2 separate regions of the Ovis aries genome follow, and region 2 is linked to region 1. The links are chromatin contacts, called in public Hi-C maps. All regions are on one chromosome and are shown on one strand. Each heading gives the region's core, a stretch centred on a gene start, on an enhancer-like site or on the middle of the called end of the contact. The rest is flanking DNA. Distances are from core to core; before and after follow the strand shown.

The links. Hi-C and Micro-C count contacts between places; a contact is called where the count stands out from the background.
Region 2: a contact with region 1 is called in a Hi-C map of omental adipose tissue, with 5 times the contacts expected there. The contact joins two enhancer-like sites. A contact is called at or near these places in 9 of 16 Hi-C or Micro-C datasets (blood, hypothalamus, liver and 5 more).

The regions. Positions count from the first base shown.
Region 1 is chr6:58,060,116-58,065,859 of ARS-UI_Ramb_v3.0, reverse strand. All of the region lies in intron 12 of TBC1D1 (TBC1 domain family member 1), which reads right to left. Among named protein-coding and RNA genes, the nearest start is that of TBC1D1, 140 kb to the right of the region's middle. Within about 2 kb of position 1,294, at least 9 of the 54 cell types and tissues checked have an H3K27ac peak or open chromatin away from gene starts, as enhancers often do.
Region 2 is chr6:58,706,979-58,712,801 of ARS-UI_Ramb_v3.0, reverse strand. It overlaps LOC132659941 (a long non-coding RNA gene), which reads left to right. Exons shown (of 5, transcript XR_009601014.1): 5 at 4,248-4,585. It also overlaps a transcript of TLR10 not described here. Among named protein-coding and RNA genes, the nearest start is that of TLR10, 30 kb to the left of the region's middle. Within about 2 kb of position 4,496, at least 7 of the 54 cell types and tissues checked have an H3K27ac peak or open chromatin away from gene starts, as enhancers often do.

The sequences.
Region 1 (5,744 bases), core at 45-2,544:
ACAGCGGTTCCCCACAGTTAGGATGTTTTGGGTGGGTTTACAAACACAGGAAGACTCAAGACCAAGGCCCATCGCCAGCCCTTGATATGAGGAGCGCAGAGCGGCAGGTGTGGTCCACACGCCAAGTCTCCCCATGTGACTGACGCACAGTGAGTGCCGAGAACCGGGGATCAAAACAAGGGTCACCCTGGCGCTTACGGGTTCCAGTTAAGTCCTACTTGCAGTCACTCTACTTATTTACCATCTGTTAAAATTTCCCAGTGGCATATAAATTCTTGAAAATTTGCCATGAACAATATAAAATAAATCATAGTAATACAACAGTTTCTACATTTTTCACATCATAAAATAGTCATAACGAAGATTCTGATTATACTCCTTGGTTTTGCCGTTACTGGTTACACCTAATATCTACTCCAACTGATTTAACTGTGTCATAAATTAGGCATATTGACACAGCTATATTCACAACACAAAAATCCTTTGAACTTCAGCTTCACTGGATTATTTACTTATACAATGGGTTTCAAATCAATAAGTCTGATCCATATTAGATGAGTTTTCCTTTTCCTTTTTTTTAAATAAGACATGTAAAAATTTGACTGCTTCTATTGTTGACAAAATTGGTAAATGCACAGTATAACCTGAAATGCTAAATGAAAGGCATTGAACCAAGACTAAAATTGTTCCTTGGCACACAGAGGTAAGTAAAGGAATTTCCCCCCATTCCATAGTTGGGAGTTACCTAAAAAATCATTTCTTAACAACAAAGAATTGTGGCTTTTTTGGTATGAAGTACTAGGAGGAAAAACCATGGAGTATTTCTACTACCGAACATCTAGTCAAAAGTTGATTTTCAGCATTTTTTGTAAACCTGACAATTAGGTCAGAGCCCACAGCTAAGAAAGCAAACTCCTGCGCAGTCTCTGTGCCCGGCTGCCGCCCAGGAGACAAAGCTGGCCTGCAAGTGCAGCAGCAGGGACGAGGCAGATGCCATATGTTTAGCGTCACTTGGCACGCTGTCAGATTCTTCTTTATCCCTATTACCACATGTTTTGTATCACTCCATTTTCCCACCAGATCAACTCTTTGCGTCTCCAGGCAGCACAAATCCTCTCAAAAAATCTAGGTCACTTATGACCTAGATCTATCTGAGGTCCGACACATGTGGGTGACGCCTTGGGCCATCTACAGGAGCAGACACACACGGGAGTCCTGACCAAGGGCTAGACGGTCTGGGCTGGATGGACCACAGGCGCTTGTTCTAAGTGCCTGCCACTCACAGTGGACCAGTATCGTCAGTATCACCAGGGAGCCTGTCAGAAACTGCCTTCTGGACCCACCCAGATCCAGGCACCAGAATCGGCCTTTGCTGAGATCACCAGAGGCCTCTGAGCACAATGGCAGTGTGTGAAGTGCTGTTCTAGGTCACGATCCAGAGACAGCCACATAACCCACAGGCATGTTCACTCCCACCTGGGGACGACAGTATCCCTGCCCCCTGAACCTTCAGAGCAGGCCTGTGGTGGGGACCAGTAGTGGGAAGGCTTTGGAAGTGACAAAGGGCCGTTATACAGACATCAGCAACACGGAACTGCTATGTCTGCCCTAAAAGCAGCCTTAAACACATCCAACCTTCAGGGCTCTGCCCTGTAACAGATTTCACTGAACCCCATACCACCACCCTCAATCATCAAGTTTACAGTTTACCAAGTATGGACCTTCCACATACCCAGTCTCTCACAAACCTTTCACCCAAAGAACGGGTAACACAAAGAGAGAACGTTTTTTCCCTAGGGGTCCTGGGGCACCAGCCATGAGTGGCCATAAATTCAGAGCATCAGTGAGGACTCTGCTTTAAATGTGAAACACTACACAGCTTTTAGTATTCCACTTTATGATTTACCTATGTTTGTTTTATCACAAAGAAGTCTGCCTCACCAAGTCTTCAAGCACAAACTGGAGACGGTCCTACTTCTACTACAGTTTCCCTGCGATGCAGTGATGCTGCTGACATGACCTACCAGCCGAAAAGCAGAGAGCCCCCATCCTCTCCACTGCCTCTGGGGGTCAGAATGGAAATCACCCTGCTGGACTCTGCTAAAATAACTTCAAGTGGGAATCCCTACAAGAGACCAACTGGTCTATGTTGAGGTAAAAAAAAAAAAAAAAAAAAAACCAGCCTGGGATTTAGGAATATTTATGCTGGATCTTGGAGAAGGAAATGGCACACCACTTCAGTACTCTTGCCTGGAAAATCCCATGGATGAAGGAGCCTGGTAGGCTGCAGTCCATGGGGTCGCTAAGAGTTGGACACGACTGAGCGACTTCACTTTCACTTTTCACTTTTATGCACTGGAGAAGGAAATGGCAACCCACTCCAGTGTCCTTGCCTGGAGAATCCCAGGGACAGGGGAGCCTGGTGGGCTGCCGTCTATGGGGTCGCACAGAGTCGGACACGACTGAAGCGACTTAGCAGCAACAGCAGCATACTGGATCTACTAAATATTTCTAAGTAAATTTCTAAATGGAAAATAACTGTCCACCAACTTCAGATAGGTCTCCAAACATAAAGTTCAGATTCTTGCAACTTAATTATTTCATAGGGATTTTGCACAAAGTCACACACCCCTGAGTATGCGACAAGCTGACTCTCAGGCAGTATTTGCTCAGTCTAATCTACCCGCCTCTGTCCACACTGCCTGGACTTGTCCTTTCCTCTCTCTTTACAATATATTTAGTTGGAGTCACACTCCCTAGTCACCAATAGCTTTCTCTCCAGGTTTTAGCCCATCTATAGAAATCAGGGGGACTTTCCTGGTGGTCCACTGGTTGAGACTCCATGCTTCCAAAGCAGACGGTTCAATCTCTGGTCAGAACCCATACCTGTCCCAACTTGCCATGGGGTGTGGCCAAAAAAATTTTTTTAATTTTTAAATCAGAACCCCCAAATTATAGAAAATTCTATTTATCCTTCACTTATCCTTACTGCTCTGCAAATACCATGGTTTTTAAATTAAGAGTTTGCTTTATTAGTATTTTCTAAGTGGGACAAAATAGATGGGACAGTACAAATATCCCTGTTTCAATTTTTTTTTTTCACCTTGAAGAAAGGTTAAACTTGCCTGTTTAACTGAAGTTTGCAGTACCAGAATATAAATGCAAAGAAGTCACAGTCGCTCTAAGCACCAAAAATATTGTAAAAGGCATGTGCTAAGCACACCTTATAAGCAGACTTTTGTGTCTCTCATGCCATGGGCTGCAGACACCTGGGCTGTCGCAGGTGCCCCCCGCAAGGTGGAGCAGACAGACACCCAGGGGCACCCCTGATAGCACGCACTCTGCCTGGCACGGTCTGGTTGATGCAGTGATCTCTGGGGCCCTCAACTGCCTGTGGATCTGGAGGTCTCATAGCTGGAGGTAAACACACAGAAGGTATGTGAGCCCAAGTGGTCCCAGGCCACAGTGGAAACGCTGCTCTCTGCACCTTAAGGTTGGGAAGCAGACAATGGCAGAGGATAAAGATGCTTGATCTGTCAGAAGAAAATTCAGACAGATATAAAGAGATCAACCTCCCTCCCAGCGCACCCTAGTCCCAGGGCTAACACGTGGGGAAGGAAGATGATTAACTGAAGGCAAGTCTCTATGTCAAAATGCTCTGAAACGTGTTGCTGCCTGGCCAGCAATGGGACACAGGGGCAGGCTGAAAACAAACACCCCACGCAGAGAGAAGCAGGCCCACGGCGCCACACCCAACTTCCTGGCTGGGGTGTGGTTTCATGGGAGCTGTGGGGCACGGGCCCATGGCTCCAGTCCTGCCCACCAGTTCTGTGCTTTGGGTAAGTGACTTCACCCACTCCAAGCCTCTGCTCCCTCATCTGTGAAACTGGTGTAATAAGAACACCGACCTTCATAAGGTTGACTGGGAATTAAAGGAAACAACTCATGTAGAGCACTGGCCAAAAATAAGGGTGTGATGTGTTAATTATTACAGCAACTCAAGAGTTGTGTTTTTATTTTCTCTTCTCTATTTTATACGAAGAGTTCCTACCATATAATTTAAAAGGCTGCTGCTGCTGCTAAGTCGCTTCAGTCGTGTCCGACTCTGTGCTAACCCAGAGACGGCAGCCCACCAGGCTCCCCCGTCCCTGGGATTCTCCAGGCAAGACAGCATTTCTTAATTCTGTTAAGAGCAAAAAGGAAATAAGCAGGAAGAAGGAAGGAGTTGAGAAATCACTAAGGACCAAGTATTATGTTTGTAAGAATCTGAGCAGGCTACTTGTCTTCCCTTAGAAGTCATGGAGCCTGGGGGCTGGAGGAACCTGATGATAAAGATAATGCTTAAGCAAATAACCAGAGTATGTTTCAAAGTGAGAAAGGCTATGGAAAAAATCACAGTAAGGAGACGAGGAATATCTGAAGGGATGGGGGTGCAACTTGAAGTAGAGTGGCTGCTGCAGCCTCAGTGAAAAGATGATGTTCAGCAATAATCTGAAGCAGGTGGGGGGTTACTCGTGGGGATTTGGGGGTGGGGGGGTGGGGCGGGGAGGAAGCAGTCCAGGCAGACGGAACAGCCCAAGCACAGGCCTCAGGAAGGAGCCCACATGGCGAGCATGAGGGTTCCAAGCAGAAGCCTCTCTCAGAGAGGCCAGGACACTGTGCCATGCCCGTCACCCAGGGCAGCATCAGGTTCCCTGGGACACCTTCCTGCAGCAGACAGTGGGAAAGTCAACAGCAGCTGCATAGTCTGGGCCCTGACGATCAGTGAGGACGGGGGCGAAGGAGCAGAAGGCAGAGCCTGCGGCGCGTAGTACTGTTCCATCACAGAGAGACACCGAGGGCAAGCCTCGTTAACTTTACACAGCTTGCCACAACGCACTGGCCACCAGCACGAGCTTCAGCACCACCCCCAAAGGACTGGATGACACTGTGACACTTCACAGGTGTGAACTAGATGAACACTGCCTTAGAAATCTTTCTCCATCAAGACCAGCTGGGACTCAGTCCAATTTTGAAATAACAGTTCACGCCCCAGGGGACAAGATATGGTAAGAGCCAAGAATGTGAGTTAATCACCTAAAGCAGAGAGAGGCTACGAAAGTGACCTTGTATACCTAGAGAGGAATGCGCTGCATGGGTGGGAGATGGAGGGACGCGGAGCTGGGTGCTGGGTCCCTCAGGGCTGACTATGCTCAGGGACAGGACTCTGATTAGAGGGGACTCGGCAGTAACACTGTGCCGGGGCGAAGGACTGAGGGCAGTCAGCCTGGAGAAGAGTTTCAGAGGAAGCAGCACCCCCATGACCCTCTGTCATCTGAAGAAAGGAAGTGCAAACAAGTGCATTCTGTGTGGCTCAGAGACCAGGAGGAAGGAGGGATGGAACCACAGGGAGACAGGATGTGGCTCCATCTAAGGAAGCTCATTAGAGCCACTCCAGAGTGGGCCAGGCTGCTCCACACAGCGTCCATGGCCCATAACACACTCCTGGCCACTGCGCTGAGTGTTTGAACGCACTGTCGGTACATGTTACACATCTGAATACACTAAAGACGTCACACACACTTCGAGCGCCACCAGTCCCCACACACTACCGCCACTGCCACACGGGGGCCCTGTTGTCAGACAGCGAACTCCATGTCTGGTGTTATTGCTGTTCTGTGGTTGCGATCACAAATCACAACTCAGGGTCCCCTCCTGGGGCTCCTTCCCTCTGGTCCCTTCCTCTCCCCTCTGCCCCCACCTTC
Region 2 (5,823 bases), core at 3,247-5,746, 640 kb before region 1:
TTGTGCAATTGTGGGGAATTTCTGTAAAATATTTTAGCTGAGTCACATGTTTTAAATACCTTTAATTGCTCCAATCAGATCCCGTGTCTAAAATCCATCATGCTAGTGAACAAGCCACTATGATCACAGATGAAAACCCATTTCTGACTCTTGCTGTGCTGACTGGCAACACATCAGATACTGATTAAGATACAAATGCCTGAAGTGGGTATGGTAACCAGGAGCACAGACTTCCTGATGAGGATGCTGCTATTACCCCCTGAACTGCTGATTTGTCATCAGACTAGACACCGGGGTTTGTTGCTTAACCAGATATCACACACATCACAGCATATACATGGAAGTATTTAAAACTAAAATGCAAACGTTGAAACAATCATGTCTGCCACATCCTAATAACCTGGACCCATTATTCAACATTTCTATAGTTTTCTTCCTTGTCTATACACATGGACTGTTCGGTCAATAGAATGAGATAGCATATGTGAAGTATCTAGGGTTGTACCTGACACCCTAATAATAATGTGGTACCCTAATAATAATGTGACACCCTAATAATAATGTACCTGACACCGTAAGCAATAATAAATGAAAGCTGCTATCATAAGCTGCATACCACATGCCATGGTACAGATTCACTTGCCTCACAGAAGGCCCTGGCTCCCTGTCCAAGTTGGGGTAGAAACAGATGAGACTGGGGTTCAGGTAGGTGACCTGGATGCCACTGCGTGCCAGGGACTTGGTTGTTGCATTAACTAGCAACAACCTCTAACAAACGAGGAAATTGATTTTCCGCGGTATTGCTAGAGGTGACTCATATTAATCAAAGTCACTGGAGACTGATGTATAAGTCAACTTTCAAAGTATAAGTAATAATGAGAAATATAGCTACCAAGTGCATTGGCATATCTGAGTTCCTGGGAGAAGGTGATGATATCTTCACTGGGGGTTCGTTTTATACAGTGGATGCATTCCTGAAGACTTTGTGTTATTCAAAACCCATGTGATTCAGAGCAAATTTTCCCACTAACTAAAGCATGGAAGAGTATGTTCCCACAGCACATAAATCAACACCCATTGGCCTGTAACTTCCTTTTAATGGTGCTTTTCATTTCTGTAGATGGTCTCTGATATTCTGCAGAAATGAATCTGCTAAATTGCAAGCACAGCGCATCATAATGGCTGTCAGCTCTTCTTTAGAGCCTTCTTATGACATCCAGTATATGTGCTGCCACAGGGAGCGCTTTTTATGACGTCTTATGAAGGGAATAAATGTGTTGCTCTTGGTGCCTTTCTGTATCACCGCATTATGAATACTCTGAAGACATGGTGATAGGTTGTTTAAAATGCATAATAACTACACAACTGTCACCAAAATCAGTTGATGAAGTTTTGGGCCTTGTGACTAACAGCGTAGTTTGCAAGATACTGACAAAATGAAGACAGAATTTCTGTTTTAGAATCAAGGTGGCAGCTTGTAATTCACTTGGCTGAACAGGCTTTGAAATTGAGCAATTCTTGATTTTTAATTCTGGGGATTTGTATGATTTCTCATTTTGAGCACAAAATGAGACCTTGTGAATGTCTTGTATCACAGTTTCAGATACATGTAATTCAAATTCACTCACAGTGTAACTGTGCCGGATTGACAAATTATTGCTTTTTGGATCATTTTCTTTTCAAGGCGGGTATAGTAGAAAGATGTTGGCTTTGAAGCCACCAGACAGATCTTGGTCTAATTTAGTTTTTGTCACTTATTTGCACGTGGGACTTAGTTTCTTCATCTATAAAACTGGAATTATAAATGCCTGTCATATAGGGTGATTCTGAAGATGAATAGTAATATTTACCACTTGTTAACAGGATAATCAATTTATACGTATATATTATTGCATAATATTACAGAAATTCCACAAAGTAGAAATTATTATTCCATTGAGAAAAAAGGTTCATGGAGGTTAAATTACATGACCAAGGCCTAATACCTGATAAGCAGCAAAACTGGGATTCAAAGTCAGGTCTGAATTGACCTCACATCAGGAGACATTTCACTCCCTTCTAGAAGTAAATGAGATAATATGTTTAAAATGACCAAGAACTGTATCCAACATAAAGTAGACAATAAATGGCAATTGCTGTTATCATTATGATAACCTCCTCCTCTAGGTCCAACACACACACACGTGCATGCACACGTGTATGAAATATTAATAACAAAGAATCTGTATCTTACATTGCTTTAACTTTCCTTATTCTCTTTCCCTCTCTCCTATATAAATATATAATACAGAAGGAGAAATGGAACTCCTTAAGGCCTTTCCAGAGAGATTACAGAGATGGAGAATAACGCTTAATGCTTTTCCTCCTGGAAAATATAACTCTGGCAGAGTCACCAGGTTACCTGCCCAAAAAACTATGTTCATTAGTTTCCTATAAATCCCACAGCAGAGAGCAATGCACTGGCTGACTTCAAAAACAGATGCTGCTCGTTTCACAGTTCTGGAGGTCTAGATGTCTGATCAAGGTGTCTGCAGGGTCCCTTCTGTGGGCTGTGAGGGAGACTGTTCCATGCCTCCCAGTTCCGGTGGTTTGCCCTCAGTCTTGGGCATTCCTCGGCTTGCAGAAGCATCACCCAGTTTCTGCCTTCTTCATCACGAGGTGTGTTCCCTGTGTCTCTGTCTCTCACATTATCTTGTGCTGTGTATGTTCAAGTTTCCCCTTTTTATACAGATGCCCGTCATATTAGATTAGGGCTTAATCTAATGATCTCATTTTAACTTGATTTCCTCTGTTAAAGGCCCTGAAAAGTGAAAGTGAAAGTTGCTCAGTCGTGTCCGACTCTGCAACCCTATGGACTATAGAGTCCACGGAATTCTCCAGGCCAGAATACTGGAGTGTGTAGCCTTTCCCTTCTCCAGGGGATCTTCCCAACCCAGGGATTGAACCCAGGTCTCTTGCACTGCAGGCAGATTCTTTACCAGGTGAGCCACAAGGGAAGACCATTAAAGACCCTATTTAAAAATAAATTCATATATGCATTCTTTTTTTATATTTTTTCCATTATGGTTTATTCCAGGATATTGGATATAATAGTTTCTCATGATATACAGTAAGGCTTTGTTGTTTATCCATTCTATTTATAATATCTTACATCTGCTAACCCCAGACTCTCAGTTCATCCATCCCCCACCTCTGTTCCCCTTTGGCAAATATGTTCTCTAGGTCTGAGTCTGTTTGTCGGTAGAGTCTTTACCCACTGAGATGTGTAAAAGTGAGTCACCTGGCTGTATAGCAGAAATTAACACATTATAAATCAACTATACTTCAATAAATAATTTTAAAATATAAAAAATAAATAAATAAATAAATAAATTCACATTGTGAAGCGCTAAGGGTTAGGTCTTCAGCATATATTTTATGGGGGACACAAGCCCATAGTGTGTGTGCGCGTGAGTGTGTGTGTGTGTGTGTGTGTGTGCTTGTGCGTACAAGAGAACATGAATATGGCTAGCACTAGACACAAAAAAACTTGCTGTTGATCCTATCTACCTTCTAGAATGTCTTCTGGCACATTGGATGTATGACGTTGTCACTCTGTGAGTTGCAACTGACAGATGACTTGAATTAAGTGAAGCAAAGAGAGAAAGTAATTGGGTTATACAAAAATGGTGGGGAAGGACTAGTCTTCAGGATCCAAAAACTGAAGCTGCCCAGTTTCATTCTCCGCGTGCTCCCTCATGGTTTCAGCTGTCTCCACGAGGCTTCAGGCATAACACCAGACCGCCCCACACTTCCCTTCTTATAATCTTGTAACCAGGGACAGGAGAGCCTTCTTAACTGGTTAGGGAAGGAAGCCAATAGGCTCTCCTTGGATCACATGACCGTCCCTAAACTGACCCCTGATTCTTAGGGGATGAGGAAATATGCTTGGGTCTATTTAGGACATGTGCCCACCTCTAGCCATGGGTCTAGGAGTGCTCAGACTGGCGAAGTTGAAGGTAGAGGGGAGTATTCTCTCACACAAGAGGATAAAACAATCAAGGCTTATTACAGAAGGGCTTTGGGCATGCTTGCAGCTTGAAGTGCAGCTGAAGGTTTGATTTCCTGCAAACTTGTCTAGTGACTCATGTCCCCACCAGAGGTCACATAGGGGCTTTTTCTCTGTCCTGGAATCTCATGTTCCTTGTAGGATATGGGTGGTGGCAGGGACTGCCCAACTTGACCAGTTTCATTTCCCTTTCTTCCAGGGCACAGAGCTGTTCTACATTTTCCAGGCTCCCTTGCAGTTTCTTGGTTGCTAAGTATTGGCAGTGAAGTAACTGAATTCTAGCTGAAGAAATGTGCTTGGGCGTGATGTGTGCCACTTCCAAGTCTGACCCAAGACCTCCACGCTCTCTCCCCCACTACCGACCTGATGCAGATGTACATGGCAGCTTGAAGTCACACATTGAGGCTGGTGGAACCACAGGATGGAAGGAGTGTAGGTTCCCGAATCCCTGCTTGGAGGAAAGCCAGCTGCTCAGCAGACTTTCGTACAACTTTAGATTGTACACGAGGAAGAAATAAACTTTGATTGCTGGAGCAATGACGAATTTCAGAGTCTTTTATAGCAGTGAGTGTTTCCCTAACCAGCAGGTAGATTTCCTTCCCTTTCATCACCAGTGGTTCATTGCCCCTGTTGTCCCAAATAGCTGCAGGGGATCCTGGAACCAACAGAACTGAATCCTGACTCTGCTACTTTCCAGCTGTGTGACTTTAGGGAGGTCACCCACCCTCTTTGAGGTACAGGTTTCTGATCTGTAATCATACCCACTCATTGAGCTGCATTCTGCAAGCCTTGTAATTGCCTAGCAGGAAGACCAAGGAAACTGGCGACATCAATGATTTATCGGATAGGGACTCCTACGTGTCCAAAGCAAAAGTCCTGGAGTGACACTCGACTCTGTACAGCAGACGGCAGGCAGGACGTGCCAACATGCTTCATTACTGGGAGGAATGGGAGTTTATCATTATAGGGGGAATTGATGTCAGGTTGGCTCATCAGTTACCAGGGAAACCAGCAGCTGGGGCAGGGGACAAGCACGTGGGCAGTCACTGACTGAGCCCTGTAATGAGGAGGATTGGATAGCCATGTGAGTAGGGTGTGAGTGGAGGTGAAGCAGGGCTGGTCCAGCTGGGGACACACAGAGAGCAAGAGCACCGCCATCTTGAGTGGCTGCCCATACACTGCTTCACAAGGTGTTAGAAGTCTGAACCATAGAGAGGGTGTGAAAGTACTGATTGTGGATTCTAGGTGTTGATAGTATTGCGTTTTATTGAAACTGCTGCAGGGTGACTCTGTCCAAAATGACTTCCCATCTGCCTCTGGCTTCATTGGAGATTATCTTGTCAGCTAGGAGATTCCCCAGTCTCAGAAGAAAGACTTGCTGACTCAGAACACTACGTTATGTCCTTGGGCTAGACTAAAAGGCGGCTGCTGCTGATCCTTCTTTCTGCTGGGAGACAAACCACAGCAGATGTTAAATCCCAGGTTCTGACTCTGCCTCTTTGAACCTGAATCATCCTCAGTTCCAGACTCGCAGGTCTCTCTGCTTCTCTTATGCATTTGCTTGTGCACTCGGGCGTGTTCCGCCGAATGTTTATCCATTCATCCACGGAACAGACATTCATTGCACGCCAACTCTGAGCAGGAGACACAGGGGGAGAAAAAAGGCATGGCCTCCCTCCCACGAGAGTGATAAGTAATGGGTGCTGCAGTGGCTCAGAGAAGGTCCTCAGACCAGGTGCTGAGGTCAGGAAGGGTGTGTCACAAGTCTGATGCCA